Regions from separate parts of the Pan troglodytes genome. Here regions 2 and 3 are each linked to region 1. A link is a contact called in public Hi-C and HiChIP or PLAC-seq data. All regions are on one chromosome and are shown on one strand. The core of a region is the stretch at or near the end of the contact, and the rest is flanking DNA. Distances in the headings are between cores, read along the strand shown. Region 1 holds the start of GIGYF1 (GRB10 interacting GYF protein 1). Region 2 holds the start of SLC12A9 (solute carrier family 12 member 9). Region 3 holds the start of TSC22D4 (TSC22 domain family member 4).

Region 1 (2,769 bases), core at 123-2,622:
GTGCACAAGAGGGTGGGAAAGCTGACGATCTTCCAGAACGACACTTTGAGAGGCAGGAGGGAAGTAAGGCTTGGGTGGCTGGAAAAAAAAAATCCAATCCAGCTAACAAGTCTTTATGTAGCATCTCCTAGTTCCTAGCACTAGGATGCAACAGACCTGGAGTCTGACCGGGAATGCGAGTAATGACTGTATAACAGAGAAGAGAGACGAGGGGCTTTTAAAAAGTTACTCGGAATTTTTTTTTTTTTTTTTTTTTTTTTTTTTTTAAGGCAAAGTGTGAGAGCTGTGGCCAGGGAGCTGCTGCACGGAGGGGCATGAGCTGAGAAGGGCCTGGCCTGGGACGGGGAGGACAAGCAGTCTCTGCTAAGGAAGGTGTTTCCCGCGGCCGAGCAACTGGGAAGAAGGAGACCCCAATGACCCAGCACTAAGATCGCCGGAGCGAAAGGAAACAGAGGTGAGGAGGACCCAGGCGAGGAGGACCCAGGCGAGGTGCCTGGGTGGAGGGCAAGGCTTCCATGTTGGCCAAAGTCGTGGAACGCTTGGACTTGGGGAACCGCAAGGCCCAGCTCGTTCCGAGGGGAACCCAAAGGCGCGCTGGGGAGAACTCCGGGAAGCGCGGGGCCCGGCCACCCTAGGACGCTAGGGTCGGGGGCCCCCAGGCGGCCCAGGGCAGGGCTTGGCAGGGGCCCGGGGGCGACCGTTAGGAGCGCGGGGGTGGAAGGCAGCGCGCCGGCCCGGGAGGACGGCGTGCCCTTCAGGGAGGGGCGCCAGGTGCGAGGGGGGCGAGCGGTCGCCCCCTAAGCCGGGCGCCGGCCTCCCGGGGCCTCCCCGAGGCTGGCCGGCTCTGGGGGAGGGTCCCGGCGGCGGGGATGGGCCGGAGCGGGCGGGAGAGCGGGCGGACGCACCGGGCTGCGGCGGCCTCGGGGAGGAGACGGGGGAGGGTCCTCGCTGGCGGCCCGCGCGCTAGCTCCGGCGCTTCTCTAGCTCGCGGGCTCGGCGCGGCCGCCGCGGCGTCGGGGGCGGGCCTGCCCCGGGGCTGGGCTGCGGGCCGGGGGCCGCGGGGCCACTGGGCGCTTACCGCGGGCGGCGCGAGGGTCCGGTCCCGGGGCGTGGGCGGCGCGCGGCGGGCGGGGGCCGGGGACGGCGGCTGCAGCGGGGGAGGGGGCGCTGGCGCTCCCGCGGCGGCCGCTCCTCTGTGTTTGTGTTTGTAGCAAGATGGCTGCCCGCCTCGCACCACGTGACGCGGACGCGGGGCCGCGGGGCCGCCCCTTCCACCGCCGCCGCCGCCGCCGCCGCCGCCGCCTCCCTCCGCGGCTCCGGCCCGCGCCACCTCTCCTCGTGCGCTGCTCGCGTGCCCCGCGCGCCACTGCCCGGACGCCCGTCGCCCCCGACAGCCCCCCCTCCCCGCCCCGACACGTGACCTGGGCGCCCGGCTGGTCACGTGACGGGGGCCCCCAGCTGCGGGCGGGGTCGGCCCCAGAGCGGCCTCCTCTCCCCTAACCTCCCCCGGCCCCGCGACGCGCGACCTTTGGGACCGAGGCCGCGGCCTCCTTGGCGGTCGGGTTTCCTCCAGGAAGCCCGCCTGGATGACAGGAGACAATAAAATCCAGAACCCTTCATCAGGCGTCCTGGGATGTGTGAAATAAGTGGCTCAGGCAGATAAGTTGACTCTCAGGAGCCTCTTTATTTTATTTTTTAAATTATTTATTTAATTATTGAGACAGAGTGTTGCTCTGTCCCCCAGGTTGCAGTGCAGTGGCGCGATCTCGGCTCACTGCAGCCTCCGCCTCCCGGATTCAAGTGATTCTCATGCCTTGGCCTCCCGAGTAGCTGAGATTACAAGCACACACCACCACGTTTGGCTTATTTTTGTTGGCCAGGCTGGTCTAGAACTCCTGACCACTCAAGTGATCCGCCTGCCTCGCCCTCCCAAAGTGCTGGGATTACAGGCGTGAGCCACCGCGCCCGGCCCCTATTTATTTATTTTTTTGAAGCAGGGTCTCACTCTGTTGCCCCAGCTGCAGTGTACTAGCCCGATCTCGGCTTACGGTAGCCTCCAACTCCCGTGTCTCAAGCGATCCTCCCATCTCAGCCTCCTGAATTGATGGGACTATAGGTGTGCACCATCACGCCCAGATAACTTTTTTATTCTCTGTAAAGACTGGGGCGGGTGGCGTGTCTCATAACATTGCCCAGGCTGGTCTTGAACTCCTGGCCTCAAGGGATCCTCCTGCCACAGCCTCTTGAGTAGCTGGGACTACAGCCGTGTGCCACCACACCCAACTAATTTTTTAAATTTATTGTATTTGTTGTTTGTTTGTTTTCCAAGACAGAGTCTTGCTCTGTCGCCCAGGCTGGAATGCAGTGGCGCGATCACAGTTAACTGCATCCTGCGCCTCCTGGGCTCAAGCAATCCTCCTGCCTCAAGCGCCCTGAGTAGCTAGGACTACCAGGGCACACCACCACGCCCAGCTTTTTTTTTTTTTTTTTTTTTTGTAGAGACAGGGTTTCCCCCATGTTGCCCAGGCTGGTCTTGAACTCCTGGACCCAAATGATCCTCCTTCCAAAGTGCCGGGAACTCCTGGACCCAAATGGATCCTCCTTCCAAGGTGCCGGGATGACAGGCATGAGCCGCCACGCCTGGCCTCTCAAAAGCCTCCGTTTCTCTTACAGAAGGATGTTAACACTGCTCTGCACCCAACCCCCGACCCCCAACTCCACACTCTTCCTTGAGTGCTGTAAGAATTAAAATAAGTGAATGTGAAAGGC
Region 2 (2,919 bases), core at 320-2,819, 160 kb after region 1:
TGCACCCAGCTCCTTGCCACCTTCTTGGTGCCAATCAAAATAGTCCTGAATAAAGTCTGACTTACTGTTTTAACAAGAGTCAGATTTTTTTCTTTAATAAGCGCAGTAGAAGAGGTGAACTGAAGAGGAGGGGCTGCAGTCATTGATGAAGACAAGGTCCAAGGCAAAACCACAGACTAACAGGGTAAGGTGGAGGTTGAGATTTATGGAAGCAGAGTTCAGTGACGGACAGGCCAGGGTATGCCAGGGGAGTGCTTATAACTAACTGACCCTGAAAAAGTTTTTTTTTTTTTTTGAGACAGAGTCTCGTTCTGTCGCCCTGGCTGGAGTGCAGTGGTGCGATCTCAGCTCACTGCAACCTCTGCCTCCCAGGTTCAAGCGATCCTCCTGCCTCAGCCTCCTAAGTAGCTGGGACTGCAGGCGCACGCTTGAGTTCAGGAGTTCCAGAGAGGCCTGGGCAACATGGCGAAACCCGGCCTCTACAAAATATTTAAAAATTAGCCAGGCATGGTGGTGTGTGCCTGTGTAGTTCCAGGCACTGCGGAGGCTGAGGCAGGAGTATGCTTGAGCCGGAAAGGCAGAGGTTGTAGTGACACGAGATCGCGCCACTGCACTCCAGCCTGCGTAATAGTTCCTGGATCAAAAAAAAAAAAAAAAAAAAAAAAAAAAAAAAAAAAAAAAAAAAGGAAATGTATCTGAAACTTTCCAAGCTTCAATTTCCTAATCTGAAAAATTGAAATAGCGGTACCTACCTCACAGAGTGGCTAATTTAATGCAGTGCTATTTGCAAGGGATAATTTATCAAACCTTTAGGCGTTGTTCTAAAGTGCCCATTAAATGCTCACTGAACTCACAGCCTTAGGAGGGAGGTTCGAGTTTATGCCCATTTTACATATGAGGACGCGTTGGCAGGCGGTACTGCTGTTCATGGGATCTGTAAAGAGTGAAGAAGGAGTCTCAGCTCTCAGTAGAGTTCATAGGCTCTAGGATTTCTGCTGGAGGTGAGAACACTGCAGGGAGGCAAGAAAGCGGGCATCAGAAGGTGCAAAGCGACCCTGGGCCCAGATCGGCGGCCAATGGCTCCCTCCGGTGGCGGAAGCGAAGAGCGCAGCTGGATCGGGCGCGAAGGGAGGATCCCCGCAGCGGGTGAGGGGCGAGGCTGGGACCCGGTGGAGGTTCTAGGGTTTTGAGAGGTTGGAGGACTAGAACTCCAGAAGTCCCTGAACGAAGTGGGCCGGATTTCCCGTGACGCACCTGGCCCAGGTGTTGCAGCCCCGCCCACCTCCCTGCCGCTTTCCGCCATCCTCACACGCCCCCTTTAGTGGGGTGGCTGCTCACCGCATCTCGGAGCTCGGACTGGGGTCCGGCCCCTGCGGCGACGATTGTTTGCACCTAAGTGAAGGAGGCTCCGAGACCCGCGGCCCACGTCCTGCCGGAGACGCTTGTCTGCAGGGCTGCATTGCATCCCCGGGCGCACGTGGAGCTGGAGCAGCGCAGGCTGGGGAAGAGCAGAGAGGGTCGGGCTTCTCCGGGCGCGCCCATGGGGCGGGGCCGAGGACGGGGACCAATAGCGCGCGCGTGCTGGTGGGGGTGGGGACAGGCTCCGGGCCTGGCATCCCGGTAGCCGCAGCTGTCTTTTCCGGCCCCCGTGTACTCTCCGCCCGAGGCGGAGCCCCCTGGCTCGCGGGGATCGCCCCCGAGCGCTGCGTCCTGCGGGTGGGTGAGTGAGCGCCCCGCGGCCCCCGAGCTGTGGGGTGCACCTGGCCGGGGAGAAGGACATCTTGGCTCCCTTGCACCCCAACGGGCGCAAAGGGGCAGGAGCCCGGATTGGGGGAGGAGGAGGACCCGGGGACCTTGTGTCGCTCGGTGGGAGCCGGTCTGTGTTTCTGTTTCGCTAGGGTGTGTTTGGGTTGGTAGAGTTTGTGGGGAGGGGTGCCTCGTGTGGATGGGAGGAATCGGGGAGGCTAAGGCGAGGAGGAGGGGGTTTGAGATGGGTTGAGGGAGAGGATTGACGGAGGGTGGGGTTTTGAAAGAGTTGGAAGTTTCTTGTTGCCTGTGGGTGCGGTGATTGCATTGGGGGGCTTGGTAGGGGCAGCTCAGGACACCGAAGGAGAGGATGGGGAAGGCTCTCCTGCCCGTAACTTACTTCCCTTTTGGGAGATTTGCTTCCTCTTGCATTGCTAGTTAAGGAAGGAGAGGCTGGAGAAGCCTGTGCCGTCAGAGAACCTTTGCCCCTTTCCAGAACCGGTGCCATCCCTAGTCTCAGGAACATAAGGGAAGGGGTGGCCCCCAGGAGCCGGGAGGGGCCTTGAAACCCCTGCTGACAGGTTTGGGGTACCACTTTTTTGTGGGGCAGTGGCTGGTACCATTTGCAGCCCACAGACTTTTTTGAGTTGCCGGTAAGCAGGGTGTGGGTGCGTTCCTGTTTCCTTGCGGTTGTCTCTCTTTTTTTTTTTAATTGACACAGGGTCTCGCTCTGTCACCCAGGCTGGAGTGCAGTGGCATGATCTCGGCTCGCTGCAGCCCTACGCCTCCAGGACTCAAGCGATTCTCGTGTCTCAGCCTCCCAAGTAGCTGTGATTACAGGCATGCACCTTCACACTTGGCTAATTTTTTTTTTTTTCTTGTGAGACGGAGTCTCACTCTGTCACCCAGGCTGGAGTGCAGTGGTGTGATGTCGGCTCACTGCAACCTCTGCCTCCTGGGTTCAAGGGATTCTCCTGCCTCAGCCTCCCAAGTAACTGGGACTACAGGCATGAGCCACCATGCCCAGCTAATTTTTGTATTTTTAGTAGAGACGGGGTTTCACCATGTTGACCAGGGTGGTCTCGAACTCCTGACCTCAGGTGATCCGCCTGCCTCGTCCTCCCAAAGTGCTGGGATTACAGGCATGAACCACCGAGCCTGGCCAATTTTTGT
Region 3 (2,880 bases), core at 173-2,672, 210 kb before region 1:
TCTTCTTGCCCCCGCTCATGGTCCCTGGGGCTCAGGGCTGGGCCAAGGTTGGGGGTGGGTTGGGGCTCCTTGAAGGGGCTCAGGCACCCCTGGAACAAGGGGGCCACATGGCGGGGACATCCGAGCCCCTGGGGACGTCTGGGTCCGACATGGCAGGAGGGCCTGGCGGGAACCGGGGGTGCCTGCTGGGTGAGGGGAGAAGAGGAGAGGGGAGGTGGCGGGAGGGGGGAGCAGGGGCAGGTTTTTCCTGCTGCTGTTGCTGCTGAACTCCAGAGCTGAGTTTGCAAACTGGAAAAAGAGGGAGAGAGAGAGAGAGAGTGTGTGTGTGTGTGTGTGTGAGAGAAACCAGTGGGCAGGCCACCTCCGGGGCTTCCTCTCCGGGGAGCAGAGTGGGGGAAGGGGAAACCGTCAGAGACCCAGAGACAGGCAAGAGATGACAGAGACCAGGGCAGAGGGGACTGGATCCAAGAAGGCACTCAGAGTAGAAAGAGGCAGATGAGTCCCAGAGTTGGGCATTTCTCGCCTGGGATTCTGACTCAGGGGGCCCGTATTGTCCCAAGAGCTCGGACTCCAGGGCCTGGGAGAACCAGGGTGAAGCAGCTCCCCAGCCTGGCCCGGCCACTCAGAGAGACCTCTCCTGGGCCTCGAGCCCCCACCCTCACCCCAGCTCCCACATCTCTGGGGCAGGCCCTGCCCGGCTACCCCCCAGCGCCCCACCCAGCCCTGAACCCTACCTCTGGGGTCTCGGCCACTGATCTGAGCCTGAGGGTCCCGGCGCCTAAGAGGTCGGGCTGTCCGTTCCCTGGGGCCTCCTGGCCATGGGCAGTGGCGGGGCACGCAGGCGGCGATCAGAGGCTGTCCCGTCCTCTCCGGGGGCCGCAGCTCATCCTGCCAGGCATCTCCGAGGAAAGTTTGCTCTCCGGAAAAGAAGGAACCCGCGCCTCCTCCGAGGAGCCTAGGAGCGGCCTCTGAAGCCCCAAGGGTCTGGAGACTGATGTGGGACGGGGCGGCCGAGCCCCCCTCTGCTCCGGGTGGCAGCCAGCGAGTGGGTGTCCCGAGTCTCCTCCCGCGTGACCCTGCTGGGTCCGTGTCTCCGCTCCTCGGCTCCCCTGGGTCTCTGCCTCTCCGTCTTTCTCTTTCTGGGCTGTTGACAACCCCCACACCAGGAAGTCCTGCCTCCTCGGGCCTGCTGACTGCTTCTCTCCTCCTCCTCCTCCTCCTTCCCCTCTTCCTCCCCTTCCTCCTCCCTCCCTCCTGGGGCTTCCCGCCAGCTGGCCCGGGGCCAGGCCTGCCACAGCCGCTGCTGTTGCAGTTGCTGCAGCCACTGCTTAGGCTGCTGCTCCTGGGGGCCCCAAACAGACTCCCTTAACCCCACACCTGCCGGGCCCTAGCCCCACTCTTGCAGGGAGGGGCTGCAGAGGGCGGGGCTCGGGGAGAAAGGGGAGGAGCTTGCAGGGAGGCGAGGGATTCCCTTACTTGTAGTCAATTGCTGCCATTGGCCTAGAGACACACAGAAGAGACAGAAGGCACAGGCCGGGAGGTGTGCTGCATGCCCACCCAGAAGTTCCCAGTCCCTGCTGTGGGGCGGCTGTGGCTGTTACTGTCATTCTCCTTTGGTTTTCACAGCAACTGCATTATTCCCCCCATTCCTTATTTTTAAAAGTGGATTATTGCCGGATCCCGGTGGTGGCTCATGCCTGTAATCTCCGCACTTTGGGAGGTCGAGGAAGGAGGATCGCTTGAGACCAGTTTGGACAATATAATAGCAAGACCCCATCTCTACAAAAAATAAAAAAAAAAAATAGCTGGGCATGGTGATGTGCACCTATAATTCCAGCTACTCCAAGGTGGGAGGATCGCTTGAGCCCAGGAGTTCGTGACCAGCCTGGGCAATATAACGAGATCCCCATCTCTACAAAAAATTTAAAAAATTAGCACTTTGGGAGGCTGAGGCGGGCGGATCACGAGGTCAAGAGATTGAGACCATCCTGGCCAACATGGTGAAACCCCGTCTCTACTTAAAATACAAAAATTAGCCAGGTGTGGTGGCGGGCACCTGTAGTCCCAGCTACTTGGGAGGCTGAGGCAGGAGAATCACTTCAACCTGGGAGGCGGAGGTTGCAGTGAGTCGAGATCACGCCACTGCACTCCAGCCTGGCGACAGAGTGAGACTCCATCTTAAAAAAAAAAAACAAAAAACTGAGTGTGGTGATGTATACCTGTAGTCCCAGCTACTCAGGAGGCTGTGAGGCAGGAGGATCTCTTGAGCCCAGGAGGTTGAGGATGCAGTGAGCCAAGATTGTGCCACTGCACTCCAGCCTGGGCAACAGAGTGAGACCATGTCTCAAAAAAAAAAAAAAAGTGGATTATTATTATGAAAATTTTCAAACATGCCATGCAGACATGGGGAGACCATGCAAACTCCACACAGATGGTGGTCCCAGCCCAAAATCAATTTTTAGAAAATCATCAATGTTATAATGAAATGACATTCAATGAAATGACATTGTGTGGGGGCCAGCTGTATTTTGCTGGACTATTTGAAATCAAATCCTAGATGTTATACTATTCCCCTTTCCCCCAACCTGCCCCCGCCTTTTTTTTTAGAGACAGGGTCTCTCTCTCTCTCTGTTGCCCAGGATGGAGTGCAGTGGTGCGATCATAGCTCACCACAGCCTGGAACTCCTGGGCTCAAGCCATGCTCCTGCCTCAGCCTCCCAAGTAGCTGGGACCACAGACACACACTACTACGCCTGGCTAAATTTCTTTAAAAAAATTTTTTTTTTTTTGGTAGAGATGGGGATCTTGCAATGTTGCCCAGGGTGGTCTTGAACTCCCGGCCTCAAGTGATCCTCCTGCTTCTGCCTCCCTAGTAGCTGG

What was found. A called contact is a pair of places that touch in the nucleus more often than the background predicts. HiChIP or PLAC-seq counts read pairs in DNA pulled down with a chosen protein or histone mark.
Region 2: an H3K4me3 HiChIP or PLAC-seq map of stem cell-derived excitatory neurons shows a contact between it and region 1, with 8 times the contacts expected there. The contact joins the promoter of SLC12A9 here to the promoter of GIGYF1 in region 1. A contact is called at or near these places in 2 of 7 Hi-C or Micro-C datasets (blood and stem cell-derived neural progenitor cells) and 1 of 1 datasets of contacts at active chromatin or transcription factors (stem cell-derived excitatory neurons).
Region 3: a contact with region 1 is called in a Hi-C map of stem cell-derived neural progenitor cells, with 3 times the contacts expected there. The contact joins the promoter of TSC22D4 here to the promoter of GIGYF1 in region 1. A contact is called at or near these places in 2 of 7 Hi-C or Micro-C datasets (blood and stem cell-derived neural progenitor cells) and 1 of 1 datasets of contacts at active chromatin or transcription factors (stem cell-derived excitatory neurons).

What each region holds. Positions count from the first base shown.
Region 1 is chr6:110,155,937-110,158,705 of NHGRI_mPanTro3-v2.0_pri, forward strand. GIGYF1 (GRB10 interacting GYF protein 1) reads right to left here and starts at 1,373. Exons shown (of 25, transcript XM_063815478.1): 1 at 1,079-1,373.
Region 2 is chr6:110,312,579-110,315,497 of NHGRI_mPanTro3-v2.0_pri, forward strand. It overlaps SLC12A9 (solute carrier family 12 member 9), which reads left to right and starts at 1,570. Exons shown (of 12, transcript XM_063814888.1): 1 at 1,570-1,716.
Region 3 is chr6:109,942,328-109,945,207 of NHGRI_mPanTro3-v2.0_pri, forward strand. TSC22D4 (TSC22 domain family member 4) reads right to left here and starts at 1,423. Exons shown (of 5, transcript XM_519260.9): 1 at 735-1,423; 2 at 1-288. The coding sequence starts at 19.